Regions from separate parts of the Mus musculus genome. Here region 1 is linked to region 2. A link is a contact called in public Hi-C data. All regions are on one chromosome and are shown on one strand. The core of a region is the stretch at or near the end of the contact, and the rest is flanking DNA. Distances in the headings are between cores, read along the strand shown. Region 1 has its middle 19 kb from the start of Gm22575. Region 2 overlaps Ndst3 (N-deacetylase/N-sulfotransferase (heparan glucosaminyl) 3).

What was found. A called contact is a pair of places that touch in the nucleus more often than the background predicts.
Region 1: a Hi-C map of cerebellum shows a contact between it and region 2, with 2.0 times the contacts expected there. The contact joins two enhancer-like sites. A contact is called at or near these places in 7 of 39 promoter capture datasets (the 3T3-L1 cell line, 3T3-L1-derived adipocytes, hippocampal neurons and 2 more) and 2 of 484 Hi-C or Micro-C datasets (cerebellar granule neurons and cerebellum).

The regions. Positions count from the first base shown.
Region 1 is chr3:124,389,286-124,394,994 of GRCm38.p6, forward strand. No RefSeq gene overlaps it. Among named protein-coding and RNA genes, the nearest start is that of Gm22575, 19 kb to the right of the region's middle. Within about 2 kb of position 3,141, at least 3 of the 459 cell types and tissues checked have an H3K27ac peak or open chromatin away from gene starts, as enhancers often do. A contact at or near this core is called in cerebellum, where this site is marked.
Region 2 is chr3:123,529,614-123,535,445 of GRCm38.p6, forward strand. Ndst3 (N-deacetylase/N-sulfotransferase (heparan glucosaminyl) 3) reads right to left here. Exons shown (of 13, transcript NM_031186.3): 12 at 1,471-1,573. Among named protein-coding and RNA genes, the nearest start is that of Snhg8, 24 kb to the left of the region's middle. Within about 2 kb of position 1,693, at least 3 of the 459 cell types and tissues checked have an H3K27ac peak or open chromatin away from gene starts, as enhancers often do. A contact at or near this core is called in cerebellum, where this site is marked.

The DNA of each region.
Region 1 (5,709 bases), core at 1,891-4,390, 860 kb after region 2:
AGGAGAGCTCAGTTGATATCTTAATGATATTTCAGGGAGACCTGTGACAAACCTACAGATCTTAGAACTATAAGAATAAATTAAGATACTGAATTAATACTCACAAAAGCAATAGAAAGTTAACACATGAGATAAAATTCTTTTTATGACTAATATCATAGCTCCTAAGTAGTCAAGGAGTCATGTGATTTTCTTTAGATTATCCACAGTAAAAAAAATAAGATCATTTATATTCCATGGAAACATTTATTTATATTACCTTTCTATTCTATAACCAAGTTATCCTAGCTTTATCTAAAGCTTAGTGTTTTCTGATATCATTGTCAAGCAATCTGCCTAGGATAGCAGCAAGTTTATGACCCTGTCCAAGTTAAGAAATAAGTACCATTTTCCTTCACTTTTTGAATTTGCCAGCAATCATCTTTCCTTCAGAAGTCATGGTACACAGGCTCAGTATGTTCTAGCGATAACACAAGACCCAATTTTACAGAACTAAAGCAAATCCTGTGTGTAGCTCGTCTGTTGACAGTAGCAGGGCTGTGGTGATTCTACTTGGCTCAATGGGATCTTGACAGACATCTCAATCCTGCTGGCAAGGCTGAGAGTTTTGGCAGAAGCTGCAAAAGCAACTCTGGATGATTAAACATCTCAGCCTTTCTGTCAGGAACTCTTCTGGGCTATCTCTTATCTCCATCATGTTATTTCTCACTACAATTTTCTTTCCCCACAAACAGGCATTAAGAACTAAAAGTGTCAAGAGACAAGTTTTTATAGCCAATTATTTTGGCTTTCTTCATAAATGGCCACCTACTTCACATACAGGCTAATGAAGTAAATATATATCTGAGAACACATAATTTGACATTCTTTTGAAACCTAACTCTATTCTGTTTTATTTACAATCCAGCTTTTAAATTTTTATTCTTTTGGATTTAGAATTTATTTGAAAGCTGAGATTGTTGGCACTGCTTATAACATCTGTGCTCAGCAGACTGAGTCAGCAGGCTGGAGTTTAAGGCCAGCCTGAGGCTTAGCGGGAGGCGTGGAGTTTGAGGTGTGGAGTTCCTTGGTTACATTTTTTATGTTACAACCCTGCTTTCTGGTCTAAATGGGTTCTGAAAATTCATCTAGATGTATAAGCAGTGTTAGTTATGTCTATGTAAGGAGTTGTTTGCCAGCCTTTTTCTACCTATTATTCTTTATCTTCCTGGATACATTTTTACTTGCTTCTCATTATAGCTGCCAAAATCTCTTAATATGTACAGTAATGCTTTCTGGTCAATTTGAGAACCTGTTAATTGCTGTCTTTTCACAAGCTCCATCTTGCACATATTTTATCTAATATCTGCATATCCTACCAAAGCGTGTACTCCTTTGTGTGTGCACATGTGTGTGTGCAATGTGTGTGCACATGTGTGTGAAATGTGTGTGTGCACATGTGTGTGTGCAATGTGTGTGTGCACATGTGTGTGTGCAATGTGTGTGTGCACATGTGTGTGTGCACATGTGTGCACATGTGTGTGTGCACGTTTGTGTGTGCGCATGTGTGTGTGCACATGTGTGTGTGCACATGTGTGTGTGCACATGTGTGTGCAATGTGTGTGTGCACATGTGTGTGTGTGCACATGTGTGTGTGTGCACATGTGTGTGTGCAATGTGTGTGTGTGTACTGTGTATAACACCTGCCTATATATGTAAATTCCTATTCTCCTTAGTTTTTCCCAATGATTCTGAGGTTATATTTTCATTATTCCACTTAATTATTGTGAAGCCTTCCATTGTATTCAGAATCTGATGTGGCTCATAAATGCTCCCTTAGCTATTAAATTTTTGGATTCACACTTTTCCAGAATACCTTTGTCACTAATTGTGAACATGGTTCACTAATTAGATCGAAATTACTTTCTAGGCAAGTCCCTCCTTTCCATAGTCTCCCATTATCATGATGTCCTGTGAAAGTGACCAGTGACAATCAATCATGAACTACGCCCCTGAAACCAAATGAAACAAGCACTGCTCCTTCAGGATACTTAGTCTGACTATAAGAATTTTCACTTCAGGAATTGTTCTGGGGTAAATTTGGAAATTTTCAGATCTCCGTATTACACAATAGACAGTGCTATAATTAAAGCCTATTGGATAATTCTACTAAATATATACAGAAATCAGACAACCTCCAAGACTGCACACAGTGGACACCAGAGCCAGGAAGTTTTGGATGGAGAAATGCATTCTTGGTAAATAATAGTAGAGATCAACTGAGACATATTAAAGTAAATAAATTATCTAGATTTTGCTTTAATTTTATTTTATTTCTGAGACTTACAAAAATGGCTGAACACACACACACACACACACACGAAATCGGGTTATTAATTTTACACTGAAATTTCTTGTTTGTACAAGATTACTTTATTTATTTATGTATATGTGTCTATCTGCATATGAGTTCATGTGCCTTCAGGTGTCAAAATATATGAAGCTGGATTCCCTAGAACTATAGTTACAGGAGCCTGTGATTCAAGACAGTGCTGGGAACCAAACTCCAATTCCTGTGAAAGACCCTTATGTGCCCTAAATCGCTGATTTCTCTAGCCACTTATAGGGAAATTTCATTTCAGTATAGCATTTAGGTTATGGCATGACTAGTGCTAACAGCTTTCCTTTATATTCTTACTGAGTACAAGGAGAAAAACCAAAACAGAAACATCTTAAACCCTTGCAACATGCCAATAAGCCTCATATGTGATATTGGGGGAAAGTAAAATATGGTGATGGAGAGATTAGCACCATTTAACAGAAGTTAGTCATTTTGCTGTGGATTGATTAGGAGGGAGCTGTGAAGACACCTGAAGTTCTAGACACACCCCCACCATTAATAAACTCATTTTATTTCTCCATTAAGAAGTACAGGACTTGGAAAGGCCCTCCTATAACACCTGGTGTGCACGCTGCCCAACAGCTGTCTTCCAGGCCAGATCCAGCATTCTGAGTCGGTTCACCAAGACATACTCCATCTATGAGCTGCTGGAGTAAATGAAGGAGCCAGTCCTACAGTAGCAGATGCCATTACTGAATAGAGCTGGTCGTTAGCCCACGGATGGGTGGCCGCAGCCTGAGCTGCTTGTCCTGCTGGGAGATTACAGCTTAGTCTTATGGCTTGGAGCATACAAACACAAAAGCTGAGCTCTGCCAGCCTCAGGACAGAGGGTTGCAGGAGCCTGGAGCTTGCAAGAAACCTTCCTTGAGATGCCCTGCCTAGCTATAGGATCACTCTGAGAGTCAGAAACCAGGAGCCTTGAGTGAAATTAATGATACATTACAATGAATATTTGCATGTAAAGGTGTTTGGATAAAAAAAATTGTGGGACACACTACAGTTTCCAGAGCCATTATGATGAACAAATATGAGATGGAGAGGTAAGAAAGATGTAGGAATAAAACAGTGAGTGAGTGATGGAGAGAGGTTGAAATGAAGACAGCAACTGATGAGGAGCTGTCGTTTCTGAGTCAGGCAGCAGCTTGGAGCTTGCACTCCGACTTATCCCCTAATACACTGCTCAGCCTCTTGATTGTTCTGGTTCTGAACAATGACTGATGTCCAAGAATGGTTCATTTTTGGATTAGACCTCTTCTATGGCCCATGCTGTCCCTGGAGGCACTTTGGTATTCTTGGTCTGTTGCCCTAGGGTGTGTTGAAGCCAGAAGTCCATATGGATGTTGTGGTCCTAGAGCAGCTAGGAGCTGTGTTGATGTCTATGTCTATACTGCCACCAGAGACCATGATGAGGTCAATGGCACATGCTGAAGCTAGAGACCATGTGGATGTGTGTGGTCTATGCTGCTGCAAAAATGTATGTGGCCATGATCTGTGTTCCTGCTGACTGCAAAGGGCAAGGAAGCTGCTTTTGCCATGGTTACTGAAGACTGCAGACTCAACAGAAAGACTGTCATAGGTTTCTAAGACAACTACTACCCCACCTCACTGCACACACCCACAAAATAACAGCATAGGTAGAAAAACATTGAAGAGAATTATTTTTAAAAATGTGATGAGGATGCTGAAGTGTACCTCTCCACAATTCCACAGTTGATGGTTTATTTTTCTTTTTAAAATTTTTATTATTAAAAATTAATAATTTTTAAATAAATTTTTGGTTGTGTGGAGATCTCAAGGATGAGGGTAAAAGAACATGGAGGACTGGGAAGTGAGTGTGCTCAGGTTCATGATGCAATCAATAAAAATATTCTGAAAATAATAAACAAAACAGAAGCTACTCTTTTAAAAAAAAGAAGTAAGGGACTTGAATTCTTTTGTTGTTTTTAATAACTCTTTAGAGTTACAGGTTTGCCTCAGTTCTCAAGGGGAACTTTGGACATAGGATTTTAAACAAGACTAGAACTGCTATGTCTTTTGTGGCAATTTGAAGTGTTTAACAGCATTTTGATTTATTCAGTGTTCATGGGGATGAGGGGCAGTAGTGTGGACTCACCTTGGGGCTTCCCTAACCATTGATTAAACCCTTGGCTCATTGCTGGTAATGCAGTTTTTAGATAGTCAGAAAACATTAGAAAGTGAAGCACTTCTGAGGGAGTTCAATCATGTTGGGGGAATCTCTTTAAAGGTTAAAACTGCTTCCCAGTTCTTTCAGCTCTGTCCACTGCACACACAATATAAAATGAAGAATTTTCTCTGTTTGTGTTTCCAATTATCCACAATTGCCAGGTGAACAGAGGACCTGACTTTACCCACCAGCCTTGCTGAGCCTGGTGTAAGGCAGAGCATTACATCTTCCTCAATGCTGAGCCCCAGAATACTGACAGCTTCTCTTAGTTCCATTGGTTCATTTCCACCGCAGAACTGTGCTCTGCCCAGGCCTGTCTTCAATGCTGCTCAGGGTTATTTGTATAGATTTGTCTATCCAGGCTTTATGACAATATTTTCTCATAAAAGTGTCAGCCATCAAAATAATCTACAACTGCAAGTTTTGACTCTGAACCATGAATGGGGGATAACTTTGCCAATGTCTGCAATCCCACTTCCCTCCACACATACTCATTTATTTAAGCAGACATTTTTGAATTTGGCAGTAACTTCTGAGATTTGATAATATCTGAGAACTTTTTTTTTTTTTCGAGTCAGGGATTCTCTGTATAGTCCTTGTTGTCCTGGACCTCACTCTGTAGACCAGGCTGGCCTCAAACTCAAAAATTCGCCTGTCTCTGCTTCCCAAGTGCTGGGATTATCTTTTTCAACAAATAGTTGATGAGTTTAAGAGAAATTTAGAAGTGTGGGGACATATTGAGAAATGTTACCTACATTTTACATTTGGAAATGTACAATTTTATCATGAGTGACAAATTTATTTTGTGTTTGTGTGTACACATGCATACATAAGCACACACACACACACACACACACACACACATGAACCAGTAGGGATATTTTACATTCATTTTATTTTATTGACAATTTCATGAATGGGTGTTATTTTTATTATTTTCTCCCACTGTCCTCTCTGCAACACACACACACACACACACACTCACACACAAATTTTAGATGGAGTGCTACTTATACAATACCTTAAAATTATTCAAATTGTGGCAAAAATTCTGCTACTTATAACTTGAGAAAGTTAATTTTCCTATGTATGAAATTAGGTTAAGAGCAAATCAAATGAAGTGTGATGTGCCAGGTCATCAGCG
Region 2 (5,832 bases), core at 443-2,942:
GTCTATCAGACCAGCATAACAATTAGTCCTCTAAACCTTGAAGGATAAAAATTTTGTCAAATAAATGTAGATTACTGAGAAATTTTGCCCACCTTGGGATTGTCAGTTAACAGAATGTATGAAATACTGTAAGAAAAATATTCCCATATATTTAAATTTCTGAGTTCTTAAAAAAACTTTAATAATCAAGTTAGATTCTTATAGTCAAAGTATATGCTAAATATACCATGAATAAACATTAGCATATGCAAAATAAGCATAAAGGAAAAATACAGGGCACACAAACTGTGAGAATGACAGCTCACCGTGTCATTGTTCTGAGCAGAATAAACAATACTGGCTCACACCATGAATGTGTCCCTTTCTCACAGACTAGGTTATGTGCCTGTGTGCTCGACAATTGAGAGATAGGTTAATTATCCTGTCCCACGAACATTCTAGCAGTTAAAAGCTTAGTACATTATATTAGCAGCTAACACTCTAATCTGTGTTCCACAGAATCATTTGACATTGAAAACAGAAAGTATTTTTGTCAATTTCTGGTTGCTATATTTCCTATCGTGGCTTGCTGACATTTTTAGCAGCAGAGCAGTTTCTGCGCAGCAGCTATCACTCTTCCGTAGTTATCAGTTTTCATGTTACCTGCTTTTCAGATTGACAATCACAAATTCTACTTCCTTTCATTCTTGGAACACAGATATTAATTATGTAAATGGAAAAATCAAAACATCCAACCTAGACGTATCAACACACAGAACCACTTGAAGTTTAATTAAGAGGCTATCTTATTGCATTTTCTTTATTTTAGTGTGTGTGTACACCTGTCAAGGCACAGGGGGATGTCTGGGAAGAGTTCGAGGCTATTGGTTCTCCCATTCCACCATAAATGGCATAGGTGGCAGGAGCCTTTAGCTGTTTAGCCCTCTTTCTCACCCTTAATTTCCTTTATTTATTTATGAATGTATGTATTTATTTACTTATAATAATTTGTATTATTTTAATACTATTATCTTCCTTTGAAATACTATAGTTTGTATCTTATTATTTCCCATTTTTAATTGTCTGACAGCTCTCATACATTTATATAATAAAATGTAGTAAGTCTCTCAACCCAGTTTCTGTCTCCCTTCTCCTTCTTCCCCCTCCCTTCTCCAGCTGGATCAGTAACGCTTGTTAGGCAGCGGTGTTATTTTCTTCATGGTGTAGCCACAGCCAGGAGCTCTTGCTCCACAAAACACCCCCTCTACTCTTGTGAAGGAAGTACCTCTGTAACACGAAGTGCATAAGAAAGCAGGAGGGGACCCACTGCCTTCTAGCTTGTATAAAGGCTGATTTTTGATCTCAGTCACTTTTCTAAGAAGTTGTAGGTGATATTTATTATTATTATTATTATTATTATTATTATTATTATTATCATCATTATTATTGCTTATCATTGCTGTGTTTTATATTTTTGGGCTCCACACTTACATCAGAGTCCATCGGGGGGTATTTTCTTCCTTTACTCTTCCCAAGGCATTTTGTTTTCCCTTCTTCCAGCAGCTGACACCAGAAGCCTTTATGAGAATCAAACCTAGAAACAGAGAAAATGGACCAAATTCAAAAAGTATTCAAGCAGTTTATAAGGCACGCTGACCAGGCATCAATCCATAGCCAGGGAAATGGGGGATGTGTTTTCCTATAGCCTCTTACATTAAGTCTTCTGGCATACACTTCCTCATTTTCAGCCCATCTGTCATATTTGTGAGCTTGCCAGGTTCTTAATAGAACAATTTCCAGAAGATTCCCTATTAATAGAAGTTTGTTTCTTAGCAGCAGTCTACCCCCACCCCCGAAGTCAAACAAGCCTTTTGTACTTTGGAGTTAAATTTTGAATTCTCTAGCTATAATCCACTGAAGTTCTGTTTAGTGATCTTTTTAAATTTTGGTTTGAGGTTAGCACTAAAGCAAAAATGCCTATAAATAGATTTATTTTCCGTAATTAACCAATGATAACAATATGCTAAATTTACATATCCACAGACAGACAGCGCTTCTCCTCTCATTTGGGCCTGCGGTATACAGATCTTTAGAAAGGAATAGCTTAGCGCTTTGTTTTGTGAGTGCTCACTAAATATAAGATAGATAATGGGGTTGGGTGTGGTGGCACATGCCTTTAGTCCCATTACTCAGGAGGCAAAGCCAGGATGACCTTCATGAGTTCAAGGCCAGTCTTGTCTACAATGAGAATTCAAGAACAGGCAGAGTTACACAGTGGGACTCGGTCTCTCTCTCTCTCTCTCTCTCTCTCTCTCTCTCTCTCACACACACACACACACACACACACACACACACACACACAGAGAGAGAGAGAGAGAGAGAGAGAGAGAGAACAATGAAATAAAGAAAATGTTTGTCAAGGCCTAGTTTCTGTGGCCTGTATGTTCCCTCAGTATTTTGCTGAGTTCAAGTCCAGGCTTCCTGATTCTACGCTCAAGGCCCAATATTTCACACAGGTCTCTTTGAGTTATTGTTGTAAGCAAAGCAATGTTTCCCATGTTTAGATGTAAGCTGTCACTGTGGAAGAAACAGTAGTGGTAATTCCTTCACCCCTGTTAGTCAGTGACTTGACTGCCATGGTTGCTTCTCCACTAGGAGGAGTTGCATGGGGTGACATTTCCTTTGGCGCTCAGTATACACCACTTAGAAGTCTACTTTCAAGACTTTACCTTAACATCGTCCTATGATCACTTTTGAAAATTTAAATGAAAGTTGTTTTTAAGTTATAATACAATTTAAATCAGCACATTTAAATTATAATGTTGAAGTACCTAAGAATAAAATTAACAAAAGCCAGGTGTAAAGATCTCCACCACTAAAAACAAAAAAATACAAAAGCAGAGATGGTGTACTGGCTGGTTTTGGGTGTCATCTTGACACAAGTTAGAGTCATCAGAGAGGAAGGAGCCTCGGTTGAGAAAATGCCTACACAATATCCTTCTGTAGGGCATTTTCTCAGTTAGTGATCAGTTGGGGAGGGTCCAGTCTTTTGTGGGTGGTACCATCCCTGGGCTGGTGGTCCTCAGTTCTATAAGAAAGCAGGCTGGGCAAGCCATGAGAAGTAAGCAAGGCAGTTAGCAGCATTTCTCCATGGCTTCTGCATCTGCTCCTGTCTCCTGGTTCCTACCCTGTCCTGACTTCCTTTGTCCAGGTTCCTGTCGTGACTTCCTTCGGTGATGAACAAAAGTGTGGTATAAGGTGAAGAAGCCCTTTCTTCTTCAACTTGTTTTCTGGTCATGGAATTTTGTTGCGCAATGGAAATTAAAATAAAGCAGAAGGCCTAACTCAATGGCTGCTCCCCTATATCCAGAGACAAGACTAAATACTTAAAACCAGCTGGCTCCAACATTACATAGATTCATATGATTCCAGTTAAAACTTGACTAGACTCTGCTGTTTTTTTTTTTTGTAGAAATGGAAAATGACTTTGAAATATATATATGACCTGCGTGAACTAAAACAGTTTAAGAAGTTTGAAACAAAGAGCCAAGGTGGAGATCTTATACTGTGCAGTTTCAATGGCTCCTGAATGCTGAGCAATCACAGTCACAGGGATGGACCGGTAGAGCAAGATGAGGATGCACAAAGAGACCAATGGGACAAAGCAGAGACCTCCACTATATGCACAGTGATGGACCAGTGGAGCAAGATGAGGATGCACAAAGAGACCAAGGGACGAAGCAGAGACCTCCACTATATGCACAGTGATGGACCGGTGGATAAAATGAAAATGCACAAAGAGACTTCCACCATACTCCCAATCATGAACCAGTGGGACAAAATAAAGACTACACAAAGAGGCCTCTATATCCAAGGTCAATGACATTAACAAATGGGAAGCCTCCAGTTCAATGAAAGGACTGAAGCAAACTGTACTAGAGAAAATGTGGATTTACATGAAAAATAAGGAACACTGACAGTGACATCACACTGGTGGAAACTAGAGCATGAAATGGATCACCGACCAAAACCTGCAAGCTAAAACTGCAAAAATTCTGGAAGAAAGAAAATAGAACATTCTAAATCTTTTTTTCTTTTGAGACAGGGTCTTTGTATCACAAGTTGCCCTCAAACTTACTAGGTATCCAAGGGGGACCTTGAGTTCCTGATTCTCCTGCTTCTACCTCTAGAGTCTATAGTGCTTGGATTACAGGTATGTACTACAGAGCCCTGCTTCATGCCATGCTGAGGATCGAACCCAGGGCTTCCTGAACATTAAGCAAGCAGTGTATCAACTAACCCATATCCCCACCCTACAAGAGGAACAACAATATGAACTAACCAGTACCCCCAGAGCTCCCAGGGACTAAACCTCCAACCAAAGAAAACACATGGTGGGATTCATGGCTCCAGCTGCATATGTAGCAGAGGATGGCCTAGTTGGTCATCAATGGGAGGAAAGGCCCTTGGTCCTGTGAAGGCTCTGTGCTGCAGTGTAGGGAAATGCCAGGGTCAGGAAGCAGGAGTGAGTGGGTGGGTGAGTGGGTGAGCAGGGGGAGGGGAGAGGGCATAGGGAGATTCAGGGTGGGGGACCAGGAAAGGGGATAGCATTTGAAATGTAAATAAAGAAAATATCTAATAAATAAAAAAAGAAAAAATCTTCATACCCTTAGGTTAGGCAAATATTTTCTAAGCTAAATTACAAAATGATAATAATTACAACTTTGTTTTTCTGAAGATAGTTCAGAAAAGAACTAGAAAATTAGAGGCTAGTGAAAATATTTGTAAATATGTGTATTGGAAAAGGAACATATTTAGAGTATGAAAGCTGAAGGGCTAATGGAAAAATGGAAGGGACTTTAATTATGGATGGGGAGGAAAGGCAATATAATGGGAGGAGGGATAAATAACATTCATGTGTGTGAGCAAAAACATAGGAGAAATACTTTGTGTGGTTACTTAAAATAAATATAATGTGTGAATATATTATATATGCATATGTGTGAATATGTGTGTGTGTGTGTGTTTATATACACATATACATACTTTTTTTCCTTTTTGGTTTTTCAAGATAGGTTTTCTCTGTGTAGGCCTGGGTGTCCTGGAACTCACTCTGCAGATCAGGGTGGCCTCGATCTCAGAGATCCACTTGTCTCTGCCTTGAGAGTGCTGGGTTTAAAGGCGTGTGTTACCACTGCATATGCATATTTTTTAATGGAGTTAAGTCACATGGGGTGATTCTGCTCCCTCAGTAGCCATGCAGAATGGAGTAAAGTCCAAGTGCCTCTCAGGGGAACAATCCCTTGAATTGTTGGTTGGGAGAATACAAGACTTTGTCAAAACAGGATATGCCATTATCATGGTTCTTAGTGAGGGCACACCTTATTACTCTATATATGTATATATGTATATCTCTGTGTGTATATATATATATGTATACATGTGTATATGTATATATATGTGTGTGTGTGTGTGTGAGTTTGTAACCAGGACCTAGGGTAGTATGTGTATGTGTAAGTTAGCAGTGTGAGAATAGAGAACGAAGCAAGCCATTATGTCTCTTTTTCAGGTGGCCGGAGGAATCATTGGGTTTGATTGCTTACAAAAGCAATCACAAAGAAAAGATGCAGGGCTATGAAGGTCACTGTGTGGCTGAGGGCATCATATTATTTCAGAGCCTAAGTGGCAAAGCTTGACATCTATTAAAAAAATCAGTAATGGTCTTTCTGCCAACAATCACATCAGTGCCATGGTGTCTGAGGGAACATGGAGGAAAACCAGCCTTTCTAATGTTGGCACCGGTAGCCATTTTACACCTGAGTCCCTCCTTCCATGGATATCAGGAAACGAGCC